5 separate regions of the Mus musculus genome follow, and regions 2, 3, 4 and 5 are each linked to region 1. A link is a contact called in public HiChIP or PLAC-seq data. All regions are on one chromosome and are shown on one strand. Each heading gives the region's core, a stretch centred on a gene start, on an enhancer-like site or on the middle of the called end of the contact. The rest is flanking DNA. Distances are from core to core; before and after follow the strand shown. Region 1 has its middle 4.6 kb from the start of Gm26040. Region 2 overlaps Fndc3b (fibronectin type III domain containing 3B). Region 3 overlaps Fndc3b (fibronectin type III domain containing 3B). Region 4 overlaps Fndc3b (fibronectin type III domain containing 3B). Region 5 overlaps Fndc3b (fibronectin type III domain containing 3B).

Region 1 (2,634 bases), core at 41-2,540:
GGGATTCAACGTATAACAAAAAGCCCGGTGGTGCAGCTTGGACTCTAACAGCCAGGTCTGTGATCAGTTCTGTTGAACCCATTTGATGGGGAGGGAGAGAACTGACTCCACAACTTGGTCCTCTGACTTCACGCATGCAGTGTGGTGCATGCACACCTGTACACATCACACAGACGCATCATGTAAGAGTTCAAGGCTTCGAGCTTCGTTCCACACACTTAGTACATGTCTTCAAACATCAGTCAGTATGGATCCCACTCATCTGAAAACGGACACATTCAGAGTAAACACTTTAGACATAACACTTCAGACATAAGACATAAACACCTTCATTTTGCAGATCTGATATCTGTGATTGGGAGAGGCTTCGTGACTTCTTCAAGGGCACAGGGCTGAAACATTGCTATCTAGCAATCCAGTGCAAGTCTCCCAGGCCCCGGGTCTTCGATCACCACACTGTTATCTGCCCCGTAATGGAACGATAAGATTTCTAGCCGTGGTCTGGTGATTGCACACGTAGGGACTTGTTAGTATAATGTCCGAGTTAATAACATTTAAGCTCTCCCCTCAGTATGGGGCACCCTGCTTATTCATGCACCTACATCTTGCTTTCTTGTGTCCCACTCAGTGCTGAAATAATTAAAGCTGACCTTCAGACATTTTACCAACAAGCCAGATCTCTGGGTGCTACCACACCCTCAAAGACATGGACAGTCCAATAGTTGCTTTCTAGAACTGAGGGAAGAAAATCTGGGGGAAATGTGTACAGTTTCAGAAACCTGAACATTATCCAGTTTTCGCGGAATTATGTGAAATAGCACAATCGTATATGCCTTAGGTTAACCAGAACCCCATTCACGATGTTAAGAACTGCAACAGGTTGGTGTTTGCCATTCTGGTCACAAAGAAAAGAACAGGCATTTTACTGTGCCCTTGTCTGGGAGAAATCAAAGGGTTAATTCTTCAGCGCTGTGTGCCAAAAAATGTCTAGTTTACAGACTGGAACGAATATGGCACCTTCGTTTTAAACAGCCAATTTCCAGTTTTGTGTGGCTGTCGAGATTCCTGAGCTAGGGACAGGGGCCGGGGCAGGAGAATGGGCTGGGTTTCTTACTTTGAATGTGGACATATGGGCTGTGGGAAGGAAACTATTTAAGATGGGGCTTAGGGAGAGGGGGGAAAAGTCGCCTTTCCCCAGCTGAGATTTTTCCAGGATGTCGTCATACAAGCTCCAAAACCTCCTCTGAACAGTAGATGGCTCTCATTGGCTGTATGCAAATGATGCGCAAGCACTGGTTTCCTGGCAGAGGAAAACTTACACCAGAGCAGCGATCCAGTCCAAGCCTGGCTCTCCACAATCCTGAAAGACGGGGCAGTTTCAGCCTTTGACATGCCAGGAAGTAATTCCATAATGTCACTCATGCTGAGGGCTCACCGGTCCTCAGACAAGAAGACACAAGTGCAGCGTGTAAGATTTAAGTTTTCGGACAGACTTTAGTACAAAGAGCAGAAACCATGGGAGGAGCCAGAATTACACTGAACACCGACACTAGTAATTAAAGCCACCGTAAGGGAAGAAAGGCTTCTGCCAGGAAACTGCAAGCACAACCCGAAGCCATTCCTTCCCCCATTTTTCAGGCAGGGGGTCCTTGCCATGTGACAACCAGATAAGGCTGTGTGGGGGTCATTAACGTTCCTGCCCATCCTGGAGGCGCAGAGGCCTTCCTGAGGTTTGCTGACCTGTATGCTTCAATGTGTTTCATTTTCTCCAAGAGCAGGCAGATGAGAAAGGTCAGGAGACTTAGGTTAGAAGCTGGGAAATGGACCAGGGCCCCACAGTATGACATCATTTTCTTGCAATGCAATGAAGCAAATGACACCAGAGCAGCGATCCAGTTCCATGAAGGAAGAAAACAAAAACAAAAACAATCACAACAGTAGAGAAGCCTGACAGCCACAGCAAGTCCCAGAATCTGCAGAGGAAGGGCCTGCCTAGCTCAGCTCCTGCCTCTTTGTTAATATCCTTGGCTAGAGCACCTTGGAAGAGAGGGTAACAGGGATTGGGGGTTGGGGGGAGGGAGAGGGAGGTGGAGGGAAGAATGAGAGGGGAGAGTCTGGAGAACAGGAGTGGGGAGTCTGGGAAGTGAATGGTAGACTCTCCCTAGACCTAGGTCAGGGTTCACTACTATTTATTGACTGTCTTGTGGCTGGTCCAAGGGGAAGGAGGAGGATTTAAACCTTGCTTCAGTGTCCAACTGCCAATCCCTAGGCAGAGCTACATCTGCCCTTTTCTGACTGAAACAAATGTCTTATGACTCTGCTGTCCTGACTTTTCTGGAGACATGCACAGAAAGGCCTATTCACCTGGGCAGAGAGGGTAATAGCAGACCAAAGAAACAGAACTCTACCAGTCTCTGTACAACTTGCTGGCATCTCCGTGGAAGGGTCTACTCTCCCCAGCACCCATACACTCACATAAGCACTAGAAGGTGTGGGGAGTCAGCTACGAACTTGTGTGGTCCTCGAGAGACATAGAACTTTCCTGTGAGTTTCTTTAGCTCCCCTCCTCCTCCTCCCCCCACTCCTCCTCTTCCTTCTTAGAAAGACTGTTTCAAAGCAGCGGGAGCAGCTATA
Region 2 (2,634 bases), core at 88-2,587, 260 kb after region 1:
CAAAAGATGTTAAACTGAGAGAAAGATATTCCTTGGTATCAAGAAAAGAGACTAAGTTGATTTTTCAGTCTCTCATCTAGATTTAATTAGACTTCAAAATCACAAACTGCTGTGTGTCTTTTTTAATTTGGTGTTTGCATAATCATTTTATATGTTTGTGTTTGTCTAAACAAAAAAGGAATTGTTTTGGATTGTTTCTACATCCCAGTTGCAGAAATATGACTGGTTTGTTTAGGCATTATCATCTTTGAACACATGTAGAAGCCCATATTCTATGGCACCCAAGCCCAGCATTGCCTTCCTTTACTGCTGTCCACCTTGTTTCTTGAGGTAGAGTCTCACTAAAGCAGAGAGCAAGAGGAATATGCCCCTGCCTGTGTCCTCCACCAACCTGCTCTGGAGTTAGACAAGTACTGCCAAGCCCAACTCCTCCTCCTCCTCCTCCTCCTCGTCCTCGTCCTCATCCTCGTCCTCGTCCTCCTCCTCCTCCTTCTCCTCCTCCTCCTCCTCCAGAAGTATATACATATTGACATGTAGCCACATTTACACTTAGTGGGCGTGCTGTGTGAGGGGGCATGTTTGTCAGTGTTACGGGTTGTATCTATTATGTTTTACCTAGCCTCTTTGTAAAATCTGTCTTTTACGTTATAAAGCTTCTAGAGACTTCCATCGCTCATCTTTGCATTTGCTGGTCTAGCACATATTGGTTGCCACAGATGGGTTCGATTTGGACTTTAATGAGGCAGCTTCATGAATACGGGATTGTCCTTCATTCAGAGTGTCTGAACAGGGTGGCTGACTTGTTGCTTGTCATGAATCCGTCCTGTGAGGTGTCACCTGGCATCTGACATGGCTTCTTTGTATACAGTATTTACTGTGTGAGTTCAGAAGAAAGAAGAAAGACCCGCACTGACCACTGTTCTGCGTCAGCCCCTTAGGTCAAGTTTTCCACCCTGACTCATGCCTATCAGGGCTGCTGAGATTGGTCGGTTGGGTTTGTAGAATTTCCTCTGTCGGGCTCGGGAGCCAGAAAGCCACGATGAAGTTTGATTTGGCTTGTGGCAGCCTTTTCCAAATACAAATTTGGAAGTAGTACAGTGAGTGCTCTGAGGGGAAAAAGAGGGGGGATTACTGTAACTACAGCTATTTGGGGAACATTTAGAAACGGGGAGACAGAACCAAGGTGTTTGGTGTCTCCCCTTAAGCTCTTGTTGCTGTAATGTTCAGAGGCTGCCTTCCTCTAGGCTGGAGAAAAGCCACAGAGGCAGCCTCTGTCTTAGGCTGCGGGCTGCCCTGCTCCAGACAGCCTTGAATGTGACCTGGCAGCCAATGCTGCTTCCTGCTGACGTGGCCTCCTGCCACTGAGCAGAACAGAGCACCTCAGTGTGCTGAGCGGGGAGCCAGGAAGGTGGGCGTCTCCAGCCAGAGAAGGAGCAAACAGGGAGGGAGAGTGCCTAACTGTTCAGGTTTCCCTGTAGATAGACTTGAAAGACACCTTTCTTATAGGAAGGGAGGAGGAGGGAGACTCTGGGGAGGGTGATGACTGCCCCAAGAATCTGTGATTTGTTTGCCTCTAGGGAGGGGTGCTTATCAGTAGGCACAAACTTCTGGGGTGGGGTGATACCCCGTCTGCCCTGAGAGATGTTGGAGAAAGCTGGACTGCATGCTGTAGGCTTCCCAGGCCACACACTTGCTGGGGGAGTCTATCTGAGCGCTCAGACATCCTCTGCAGTGTGCAGAAAGATTGGGGGTGGGGGTGGGGAGGCTGGACACAGTAGAGATACTACAAAGTTAACAAGTGGAGTGTAAGTCTCTGTGAAAGAAGCCCGGTCAGAACTCAAGCCCAGGATTCAGAAGCTGCAGGCGCCACTCACTTGGAAGACTCAGAAGTTGTGCAGGCTCAGGTCGCCCTGGTGTGCGGTTTCCACCCACGGCAGCAGCTACCAATTAGATACTTCTTATGTCCTTACATTTCAGCTGGCCTTCAGTACCAGCATGTTTATTTGAACAAATCCAGAGACAATTCCTTGGTGTCCTCTGCTTTAAGAGAGTTAATGTGGACTGTTTCTTTCGTTGTTCTCACTCTGATGCCCACGGAAGGTTGAGTGTGAAGGCTGGCCTCTCTGAGCTTAACCTGCTTCTCTTGCTCCTGTGGTGACCCGTGGCATTTCTCTCCTGACAGCCCTGGGCTCACAGGCTACAGTACTGAGAAACCACTGATGTGAGCCACCTTTTTCATCTTGTGGGTGAAACTGTCGCCTCGGGCAGGGCCATATTCTACAGTAGTGGCTTTTGTGGAACCTCAGACTGAAAGCTCTATAGCTTTTTCTGGCACAGTTTTGAGGCGGCATTGTGGTGGCAGGCTAGAGAGAACCATTCAGGTGTTTTCAGGAGTTCAGTTGATGTGGCAGGAATATCAGAGATGAAGAGATCAGGGAGATAGCCCTGCCATTAGAATGCTAGCTTTGCAAATGGGAGGACAAGGGCCTAGGCTCAGTACTCCTGGGAAAGGCCGCCCAGTAGAGTGCATGTAATTCTAGCAGTGGGCCATGAGGTAGAACACAGGCGGGCAGGGTGTCATTCCCGAAGACTGCTGGCTGGCCAGGCTTGCTGGTACAGTGAGCTCCAGGTTCA
Region 3 (2,634 bases), core at 53-2,552, 240 kb after region 1:
GATCAGTCAGTACTGCTCTCCCAGAGAGGCTTCTCTAATGGACTGATTCTCTGCAGGGCTTTACTCAGGTGATGGTGATGGCAGCGGTGGCCATGGCATGTTAGAGAAAACTTTGATGTAATTCCCCATGCACTGTCCGCCTCTCCCTGACCCTTTTATATTCTTGTTTTATTTTATTATGTTTTGTTTTGTTTTCCGGAGACAACATCCCTCATTGGCCTGGGATTTGGCAAGTCTGCTGCTCATCTGGCTGGTTGGCCAGCAGGCACCAGGAATCGGTTTGTTTCCGTCTCACTGGAGTAGGGCTTTCGAGCACGCACCATCACACTTAGAGTTTTCCATAGACTCGAGTTCTGAGCCTCTTCCTCATGTATTTGTGCTTACAAGATAAGAACCTTACCAGCTAAGCCACCACCATCCTGAGGCTTAATGCTTCTATTTTTCTTTATTAACTGATTTTTGAGACACCATCTTACAGTGTAACCCCAGCCAGCCTGGAGCTTGCTATAGAGACCTGGTTGTTCCAAACTCAACCGCAGTTTGCCTCCTTCTGATGATAGTCTTTATTTGAGGCAGATGTCAGGAGCTTGCCTTTAGGGCAGAGTTGCCTCCAGGCCTAGCCTTAGCTTCCTCCTGTCTTGTTTCTTTCCTCATGAGTAAGAAGCAGTTAGATTGACAGTTATGAAGGAAGAGCTGCAGGGTCTTCCTCCAGCCTGTCCCTTGGGTGAAGCAGTTATTTCTAGAGTGCTGCATTTAGCTTTTTGCTCTGTTGTATTCTAAGTCTTATTTTCTGTATCTTTGATACTTAGCAAGAATGGAGAGTTGCTGTCATTCATTGCCTTGCTAATCTGCCTCATGCTTATTTCAGACTTCTTGACTCCGATGGCCCTTGCAGTTGGAGCAGCTCTGATGAGGCCATGTAGGCCGAGGTTTGAAGCATTCCTGCTTCCTGCTCTGACTGACAGCTTGGCTCTGTGTCAGTGTCTCTGGGAAAGGAAAATCTGTGATTAGGATCCTTCTCTTCCCCTTTAGAAGAGACAGCGCAGCGTGAATTGGTTTAATACTGACTTCGAAAAGCAGGAAATGGCCAACGAATGAACAGAAAACGATGAGGCTGAAGGGCTTCCCAGGGGTAAATTTACTCCGATATTCTGCTAAGTGGGCCTAGCATCTAAAGGGGACTCTTAGCAGCTTTGCTGGGGGAGGGCAGTGATGGGAAGAGCGGGGTGAGGCAGAAGAGAACTGACATGCATGGCTCAGAAAGTTCGCTGTTCCTGGCCTTGCGGGGATGTGATTCACGCTTCTCCCGGCTGTGTGATGCAAGGCCTGGTGCCGGTGGCTCATTCACGCCTGTGGTTAGGACAGGCCACTGGGCTGCTGCGGTGTCAAAGCTTTATTTTTATCTCTGTCATTGACAGTGACAGTGGCACAGTGGTCAGTCTCTCTCAGTAAAGTCAAATGCCTTCTCCTAAAAATATCCAGTGGCCAGTTCAATACAGTGTGTTCCAGCTGTGACTTCGCTCTTGTGAGGAGAGAGATTGCTATTAGGAGGCGAGAGCTTTACCTCCTTTCTAAGGTAGCTTGGTAGATTACAATCTGGTTGCTATAGCAACTCAGCAGCAGTGAAAATTACATGAACTAAACATCCGAAGAGATGCTTAAAAGCCATTTATCTATCATCTTCCTGAAGAAGGGAGGGAGAAGGGATTAGGCACTGAACTCTGTAAGCTGAGGGGTGTTTGGGCGAGGACTACACACACACAGACTTGACAAACAGACTTCAGAAGAGGTGGGTGCTTCCAGATCATTCCTTGAATTGTGTCCTGGTGTCAATGGTTACAGAAAATTGTTTCAAGCAGTGTGGTAGGCAGAGTGTGACATCAGTTCAGAAATCCTATTTCTTGCCTGGCACTTTCCATAGTAATGCTGAGTGGTATTTTCAGGCCATTGCTGATGGTTGTGTGGAGGCGGTATATGAACTTGGGGTTGTCAAAGAGAAGTGAGATTTACTCCACAGGAGGAACACATGCCTGATGCTATAAATCTGACCAAGACTGCTCAGCTGACAGCCGTCCCAGGGGAGCATCTATTTCTATATTTTGCAAAGTGGACATAGTATCAAAACGTCCTCTAAGTTTTTGTCTTTCTTGATTAGTGTTCAGACCTCACCAGAGAAGTTTTTATGTGCAGTAGATGTCGGTTAGCCAACTCAAAACTGTCCAGGATGTAGACTGTAATAAGTCTCTGTGGAGTGTTCAATAAGTGGCACATCTGTCACACTCCCTTTACCCCAGGACCTGGGGACCATCATAGAAGAGGAGGCAGCAGGATTCTAAGAGCCAGAGGTCATGGGGTACTGGACTGAAGCAGTGTCTTCTGGTCAGGACACAACTGCACCGGTGCACTCACAGCGGCTGTGGGTGCCTGTACAACGATGAGCCAGTCAGCATTCCAGCCCAGAAAGAGGAGAGGCTCACCATGCCCTCCCTCCAGGCGAGGAACTAGCGATAGCCGGTGGCAGCTAGGGCATGGAGACTCAGTCATCTTTAAGTGTGTGACCTCTGGTAGGATGACCATGCTTCAGTGTATGGATGGGCCCACACCCATGAGTGTTTGGGCAGTATAAAGTAGACT
Region 4 (2,634 bases), core at 70-2,569, 210 kb after region 1:
TATTTCTGCCTTTTTTTCCTGCTCTTAAGTTTTTTTAAATGCCTTGTTACACTTTCTTGTGTGTGTGTGTGTGTTACAGAATGTGTGATTGTATGTGTATGAGTGTGTGTATGTATGTTACAGTGTGTGTGGTTGTGTGTGTATGAGTATGAATATGTTACAAAGGTTAGGTTTGGCCCTCTCCTTCCCCCATGTTGGTTGCAGGGATTGGCTTGAAGTAAAAGCAGGTACCTTTACCATGGAGTTCCCTCTCCATCCTGTGTGCTAAGTCTTTGCCATCTGGGCTAAGAGATTGGATGATGGAGTAACTTAACATTCCTCAAGGTATCTATCTTAAAACGTTCTGAGGTCTCTGTCTTGGTAAGGTTTCACTGAAGCCTGAAAGCTCTTTGCCATTGTAGAAGGGATTGGGTACGCCTGGGAGACAAGGTGTGGCACTCTTAGGGTCCCTGTAGAATTTACCTCTTCTGGGTTTGGTCTTTGTGGTCATTTCATCTAGCCATCAAACCCTCTGGCCTGGCCATTTTGCGTCTGTCCACTCATCCAGGTTTGTTCTGTGCTGAGAGTCCCTGATCTCTGAGAGCTCACTAGGAGCCCTGGCTCATTGCCGGTGTCTGCACTTCCTACTTCTCCTGGGCAGAGACTTAGATGTCATGGAAGTTGTGCTGACCATTCACAGGAATGTCGTGAGGCCTGATAGAATTAGTGTGAATGATGCTCAGAACTCCTGCAGACCCTTCCAGAAAGCAACTTGTTGATTATGCTTAAAAGCCTTCTCCCTCCCCCGCTAAAGGGTGCTATACTTAGTTGTTAGTACCCAGGCAGGTGTTGAGATAGTTTACATGTGAGCTTCATTCATACTAGATCTCTAAGTAGAGATATAAAAATGCAGGTTGGTTGTATGACATGATCTAGAAGTCATGTGCTGAAGAACCAATTACTTATTCTGTAGGCAGAGAGATTGAGAGTCAGGGAGCCTGTGCAGAAGTATTCAGACACCTGAAATACAGCAGGGTCTGCCTAAGTGCTTCCAGGGTGCCAGGCATGCTGTGCCTGCAGGCTGCCTGGGCGTGCGCTGGGCCTGGAAGGGATCACAGGGTCTCTGACTCCTACTCGACCACCATAGCAGGCGTTCACGGTGGCCCAGACTGATTCTGACTTTCCTTATATTGTCCCTTGAGAAAGAGTAGAAGGAAATATACACGAAATTCCACATCTCACTTATAGAAAATACATGTTTGCAGTTACAGTCATCCTTAGCAAAAATATGCTGCTAAGCTGACTCGGCTGCAAGTGAGCAGGGCTCATCGTTCTGGAATGTTTTCTTGTGATGCTAGGCTGCCATCCTTGGGATGTCCAGGCGGGGTGTCAGAGGTACTGTGGTATGAAGGGCCCTGGAATCTAAGTGTTCCAGTAAAAGTGTCTGGTTCTGTCAGCAGCCTTACTTAAATACCATTCAAAAACAATGAACTAAACAAACCAACCCTTGGTAAACGTTTTCCGTAGATAAGCCCCTTTCCTCTCTCGGTTAATATTTGCAGAGCTGAGATATGGATTTGGGGTCTAGAGATTGTGTATATACGGTGATGTAACTTTTTTCCTTTTTTTTTTTTTTTTCCTCTAAAAGTTTGGTCTGTGGGGCGTGCTATGAAAGAAACCTCTGTATATTCATAGAGAACTTATATTTGGACTTTTTTCCTCTCCTGAAAATAGTACTTTCCCTAAGTAACTCTGGGTGTTCTGCCATGACTGTACTGTGAATGACTTCACGAAAGCCACTTAAAAGTATATTCAAAGCCAAGTTACAAGGAGAAAAGTGTCTGTGACCACTGTCCTGGCCTGTCAGGTGTCCAGGTGTGGAGCTAGGCCATGAGCACTCGAGGTTCTGTCCCCAGCCCACACCTATGGATCTGTGGAGTGTCGATGACAGGCCTGCACAGCCAATGAGTTAGTTTCCTTCCCTTTCTCTCGAGAGCAGGATGGGAGTTCTCGGGGGGCTTGCCATTCATTTTGTTCTGCTATAGTTTTATTTTTAATGGAAAGAACTCTATTTCACAGGATTTCTGTCAGAGCTTCCATGCTTCTAATTGGATGCAAAAAGCCAGAATATTTTTAAGCTTAAGATTTTTTTTTCCAGACGGCTGTGATTTGACTTCACTAATGAATACATATCAGACAAGAAGGCAAATTCCAGACTATTCGTGCCTCAACCAACCAGCTGGGCACATACCTCTCGGTACTGCTCATGTCTCAAGAGGGTTTTCTGCATGAGCAATTATCACCTCCCTTTCCTTCATTCAGGTGGCAAGCCATGGCAAGTGTCTTTCCTGCACAGGGTAGAACTCAGCTGTAAAATTAGATTTCATTGGCATAAAAACACAGCAGCCGCCAGCACAACCGTGTGTTTTGGTTCTCATCCTTCGACTGAAGTTCTTCCTCCCTTTAATAAGGAGGCCGAAGCCACTCCCGAACCAGTAAGACAGTTCAGGCGTCACAGGCTCCCGTTTGATTCTAGCTTTAGTTTAATCTGTAGTGAGTAAGCAGGGCAGGGAATTGGTGCTAAAAACATAATCTCTTAAGAGCAGAAAGGAGTGTGAGGGCTCTTCTCTAATTCTGCTACTTTATAAAACACAG
Region 5 (2,634 bases), core at 85-2,584, 170 kb after region 1:
TGCTCAGGGTGGTGCTTGAGTGTGACAGGGCGGTGGCCAGGAAGGGACAGACTTCTGATTCCTCTTCCCATTAGTTTCCCACTAAAGATCTAGATCCACTGAAGGCAGGTACCGTGTGTTTCTTGCTCTCTTGTACATAGTGTCTGGCAAACAATGATGCTCAGTTAGTGTTTATTGAATGAGTGACTTAATGACAGAGGGAGACATCTGTTGTGACATAGGGATGCCATGTGTTTGAACCAGTAGGACATTTCTGTTAGATTTTTTCACTTGAAAGCAATGTTCTAATTCTATTTTCTTGGAACTATAGGAAAATTTTGACTAAAGACAGCAAGCAACTGTGCTCCCTGAACTTGTGTGCAGATAGATAGAAAGAATGAGAGTGTTTAGGCAAGGTTTATTGTGTTTGCAGATAATAAATACTCACACCACATAGCTTACGCAAAAGAGCTTTACTTACTGGAGGGTAATGTGGGCCGTGGGAGCCCAGGCTGTATTCCTCCTTCCCCTCCCCCACCCCTTCTTCCTATTCTTCTTTGACACTTGTCTTCTACAATTAGAATGTATACTGTGTGGACACTGGATGCTTCTGAACTTTTAACTTTAATTTATATCAGGTGTTTCTGGAGACAGGGTTTTATGTAGCCCAGGCTGGCCTTGAACTTACTGTGTAGCCGGGGATGGCCTTGGACTTCTGATCCTTTATGCTAGGTGTATAGCATATACACCATGTCTGTCTGATAGGCTGCAGGTTCGAACCCAGGGCTTCATGCATGCCGGGCAAGCACTTTGCCAGCTGAGCTGTAGCTGTATCAGTTTTGATGCTTTCCTTCCAAAATGGCCTGGTTTGCATATCATTTTGAAGCCTGCCGTTTGCATTATTGTGTGCGTGTGACCGTGGATGCTCGCGTGCTATATATAACACTCACGTGGAAGCCATGGGAAGACTTTTGGGAGTTGGTTCTGTCCTGGAGCATGTGGGTTCTGGGGACTGAGCCTGGTGAGCCAGTCCTGCCGACCCTTTAGGACTATATTAATAGAGGATGTTAGGGGGCGGGGTATGATGCTTATTGTCTCGTGGCTACGGTCAAGTGGATTCTCCTGGCTTTGTCGTTTGCCACCTGTGTGAGAGGACATCATAAAGGACTGACTGACGTTCAGACAGACACTGGTGGCCAGCGGTTTCCTTTCCCTTCATTTCTTTTTTGAAACAGTGCAGTAAGACAGCAGTGGGCTGAGTTCTTCCGTTAAGTCATCCCCGGATTGTACCAGTCCATTAGCTGCTTTGTGCAGCGGACAGGAAATGGTTCTATTTGTACAAGTTGCACAATCTTAACGAAGTCAGGGCAGAGAGCCAAGGGGACCTCTGCTGTTTCTGCAGTGTTAACCTTTCAGTTCCACACAGGAACACATACAGGTTACTGGGGATGTGTGTTAGAGTGTGACTGTGTTGGTGTGGTCACCTGCCTGGCGGTACTGAGAAATGTACCGTGTGACTCATGGGGGTCTTGGTTCTTAATGGCTTCCCACACAGGCTGTGGAGATGGCCTGATGCTGGTGCCTGCCAGCCTGGCCCTGAAGGGTCCAGTTCCCATTCTGCCCTTTCCCAGGCCGTCTTGTAGACTGGTGACAGAGTGACCACTTTCCTTTTCTAGGGCTGGCAAGTGGCTTCCTTTGTGCCCATACCTGCCTCCTATACCCCAGCTGCCAGCTACTCTTCTCCTCTTTGAAAGTGGCATTTCCTTTTTGTCCCCAGTGTTTCTAGGCAGAATCTGGTAATTTTAGTAAAGCTGATTTTATATATATAATATTTTAATGTACTTTATGACCCAGGCCGGATCTCGAGTAGCTCAGGCTGGCCTCAGCTTGACTTGGCTGTGTGCCTGAGGCTGGCCTTGAACTCCCGGTCCTCTTGCCAAGGTCCTCCACATGCTGTGATCAGAGGCATCTGCCACCAGGCCCTGCTTCGTGATTCAGTCTTAGTGTGCTCATCACTTCCTCCCTCCCGCTCTCCCTCCCCCCTTCCTCTTTTTCCTTCCGTTTTGATTTCTAATGGTTCTTCCCCAGCCCATATACCATGGTGAGGATGCAATCCTAAGTGATTGAAGGACAAAAGTCAGCATGTGAGAGGGACTGGAGAGCAGAGTGATGGGAGGCAGAGGCAGGGATTGCCTTCCTGGGCCTCTCACCCTAGACAGAAGTTGCTGTGGACCTCTGCTGAAGAAGCCGGCCTGTTCCTCTCCCCTGAGGGGTTAAGATTTCTCCATCTGTGGAGCCACCCGCATTTTTATTTATGTATATGTGTCATAGCTGTCTTCCTTATTTGTGAAATATTTGTTTATTATATACTTTTTGTTTTGTGAGTCACGGTTTCTTGTTGCCCAGGCTAGCAGTGTTGCTGCAGCTGGCCTTGAACTCCCAGTCCTCGGCCTCTAACTTTCAAAAGCTGTGATTGTAGGCTTGAGCTATAACACGCCGCTTTTTAATGAATGCTTTTTGAAGGGTGTTTTATTTTTGTGTGTCTTTTCCTCAGTTTTCTTCAATTATTTTCTAGCTCCTTAAAATAACACAGCATTCCCAGTCTTTGCTGCTGTCATTTGACATTTATATCTCTTTGGGAGCCCCTGCCCTTTG

The links. HiChIP or PLAC-seq counts read pairs in DNA pulled down with a chosen protein or histone mark.
Region 2: a contact with region 1 is called in an H3K27ac HiChIP or PLAC-seq map of extraembryonic endoderm stem cells. The contact joins two enhancer-like sites. A contact is called at or near these places in 3 of 39 promoter capture datasets (cranial neural crest, hippocampal neurons and liver), 1 of 15 datasets of contacts at CTCF or cohesin (the NIH/3T3 cell line), 7 of 484 Hi-C or Micro-C datasets (bone marrow-derived macrophages, cortical neurons, granulosa cells and 2 more), 7 of 115 datasets of contacts at active chromatin or transcription factors (bone marrow-derived macrophages, embryonic hindbrain, embryonic stem cells and 3 more) and 1 of 9 other capture datasets (embryonic stem cells).
Region 3: an H3K27ac HiChIP or PLAC-seq map of the NIH/3T3 cell line shows a contact between it and region 1, with 5 times the contacts expected there. The contact joins two enhancer-like sites. A contact is called at or near these places in 2 of 39 promoter capture datasets (the 3T3-L1 cell line and liver), 5 of 484 Hi-C or Micro-C datasets (granulosa cells, liver, muscle stem cells and 1 more) and 5 of 115 datasets of contacts at active chromatin or transcription factors (the NIH/3T3 cell line, bone marrow-derived macrophages, extraembryonic endoderm stem cells and 2 more).
Region 4: a contact with region 1 is called in an HNF4G HiChIP or PLAC-seq map of pancreatic cancer cells. The contact joins two enhancer-like sites. A contact is called at or near these places in 1 of 39 promoter capture datasets (liver), 5 of 484 Hi-C or Micro-C datasets (bone marrow-derived macrophages, nephron progenitors, palatal mesenchyme and 2 more) and 6 of 115 datasets of contacts at active chromatin or transcription factors (bone marrow-derived macrophages, craniofacial prominence, extraembryonic endoderm stem cells and 3 more).
Region 5: a contact with region 1 is called in an H3K27ac HiChIP or PLAC-seq map of trophoblast stem cells, with 18 read pairs. The contact joins two enhancer-like sites. A contact is called at or near these places in 3 of 39 promoter capture datasets (cranial neural crest, hippocampal neurons and liver), 1 of 15 datasets of contacts at CTCF or cohesin (the NIH/3T3 cell line), 31 of 484 Hi-C or Micro-C datasets (the C2C12 cell line, the C3H10T1/2 cell line, the NIH/3T3 cell line and 18 more) and 12 of 115 datasets of contacts at active chromatin or transcription factors (acute myeloid leukemia, bone marrow-derived macrophages, embryonic forebrain and 7 more).

The regions. Positions count from the first base shown.
Region 1 is chr3:27,862,152-27,864,785 of GRCm38.p6, reverse strand. No RefSeq gene overlaps it. Among named protein-coding and RNA genes, the nearest start is that of Gm26040, 4.6 kb to the left of the region's middle. Within about 2 kb of position 1,290, at least 169 of the 459 cell types and tissues checked have an H3K27ac peak or open chromatin away from gene starts, as enhancers often do. A contact at or near this core is called in the C2C12 cell line, the C3H10T1/2 cell line, the NIH/3T3 cell line and 16 more, where this site is marked.
Region 2 is chr3:27,606,319-27,608,952 of GRCm38.p6, reverse strand. All of the region lies in intron 3 of Fndc3b (fibronectin type III domain containing 3B), which reads left to right. Among named protein-coding and RNA genes, the nearest start is that of Mir3092, 23 kb to the right of the region's middle. Within about 2 kb of position 1,337, at least 221 of the 459 cell types and tissues checked have an H3K27ac peak or open chromatin away from gene starts, as enhancers often do. A contact at or near this core is called in the NIH/3T3 cell line, bone marrow-derived macrophages, extraembryonic endoderm stem cells and 5 more, where this site is marked.
Region 3 is chr3:27,624,104-27,626,737 of GRCm38.p6, reverse strand. All of the region lies in intron 2 of Fndc3b (fibronectin type III domain containing 3B), which reads left to right. Among named protein-coding and RNA genes, the nearest start is that of Mir3092, 40 kb to the right of the region's middle. Within about 2 kb of position 1,302, at least 63 of the 459 cell types and tissues checked have an H3K27ac peak or open chromatin away from gene starts, as enhancers often do. A contact at or near this core is called in the NIH/3T3 cell line, bone marrow-derived macrophages, granulosa cells and 2 more, where this site is marked.
Region 4 is chr3:27,651,551-27,654,184 of GRCm38.p6, reverse strand. The region is part of intron 1 of Fndc3b (fibronectin type III domain containing 3B); the gene reads left to right. Among named protein-coding and RNA genes, the nearest start is that of Fndc3b, 58 kb to the left of the region's middle. Within about 2 kb of position 1,319, at least 60 of the 459 cell types and tissues checked have an H3K27ac peak or open chromatin away from gene starts, as enhancers often do. A contact at or near this core is called in extraembryonic endoderm stem cells, palatal mesenchyme, pancreatic cancer cells and 1 more, where this site is marked.
Region 5 is chr3:27,688,996-27,691,629 of GRCm38.p6, reverse strand. All of the region lies in intron 1 of Fndc3b (fibronectin type III domain containing 3B), which reads left to right. Among named protein-coding and RNA genes, the nearest start is that of Fndc3b, 20 kb to the left of the region's middle. Within about 2 kb of position 1,334, at least 186 of the 459 cell types and tissues checked have an H3K27ac peak or open chromatin away from gene starts, as enhancers often do. A contact at or near this core is called in the C2C12 cell line, the C3H10T1/2 cell line, the NIH/3T3 cell line and 11 more, where this site is marked.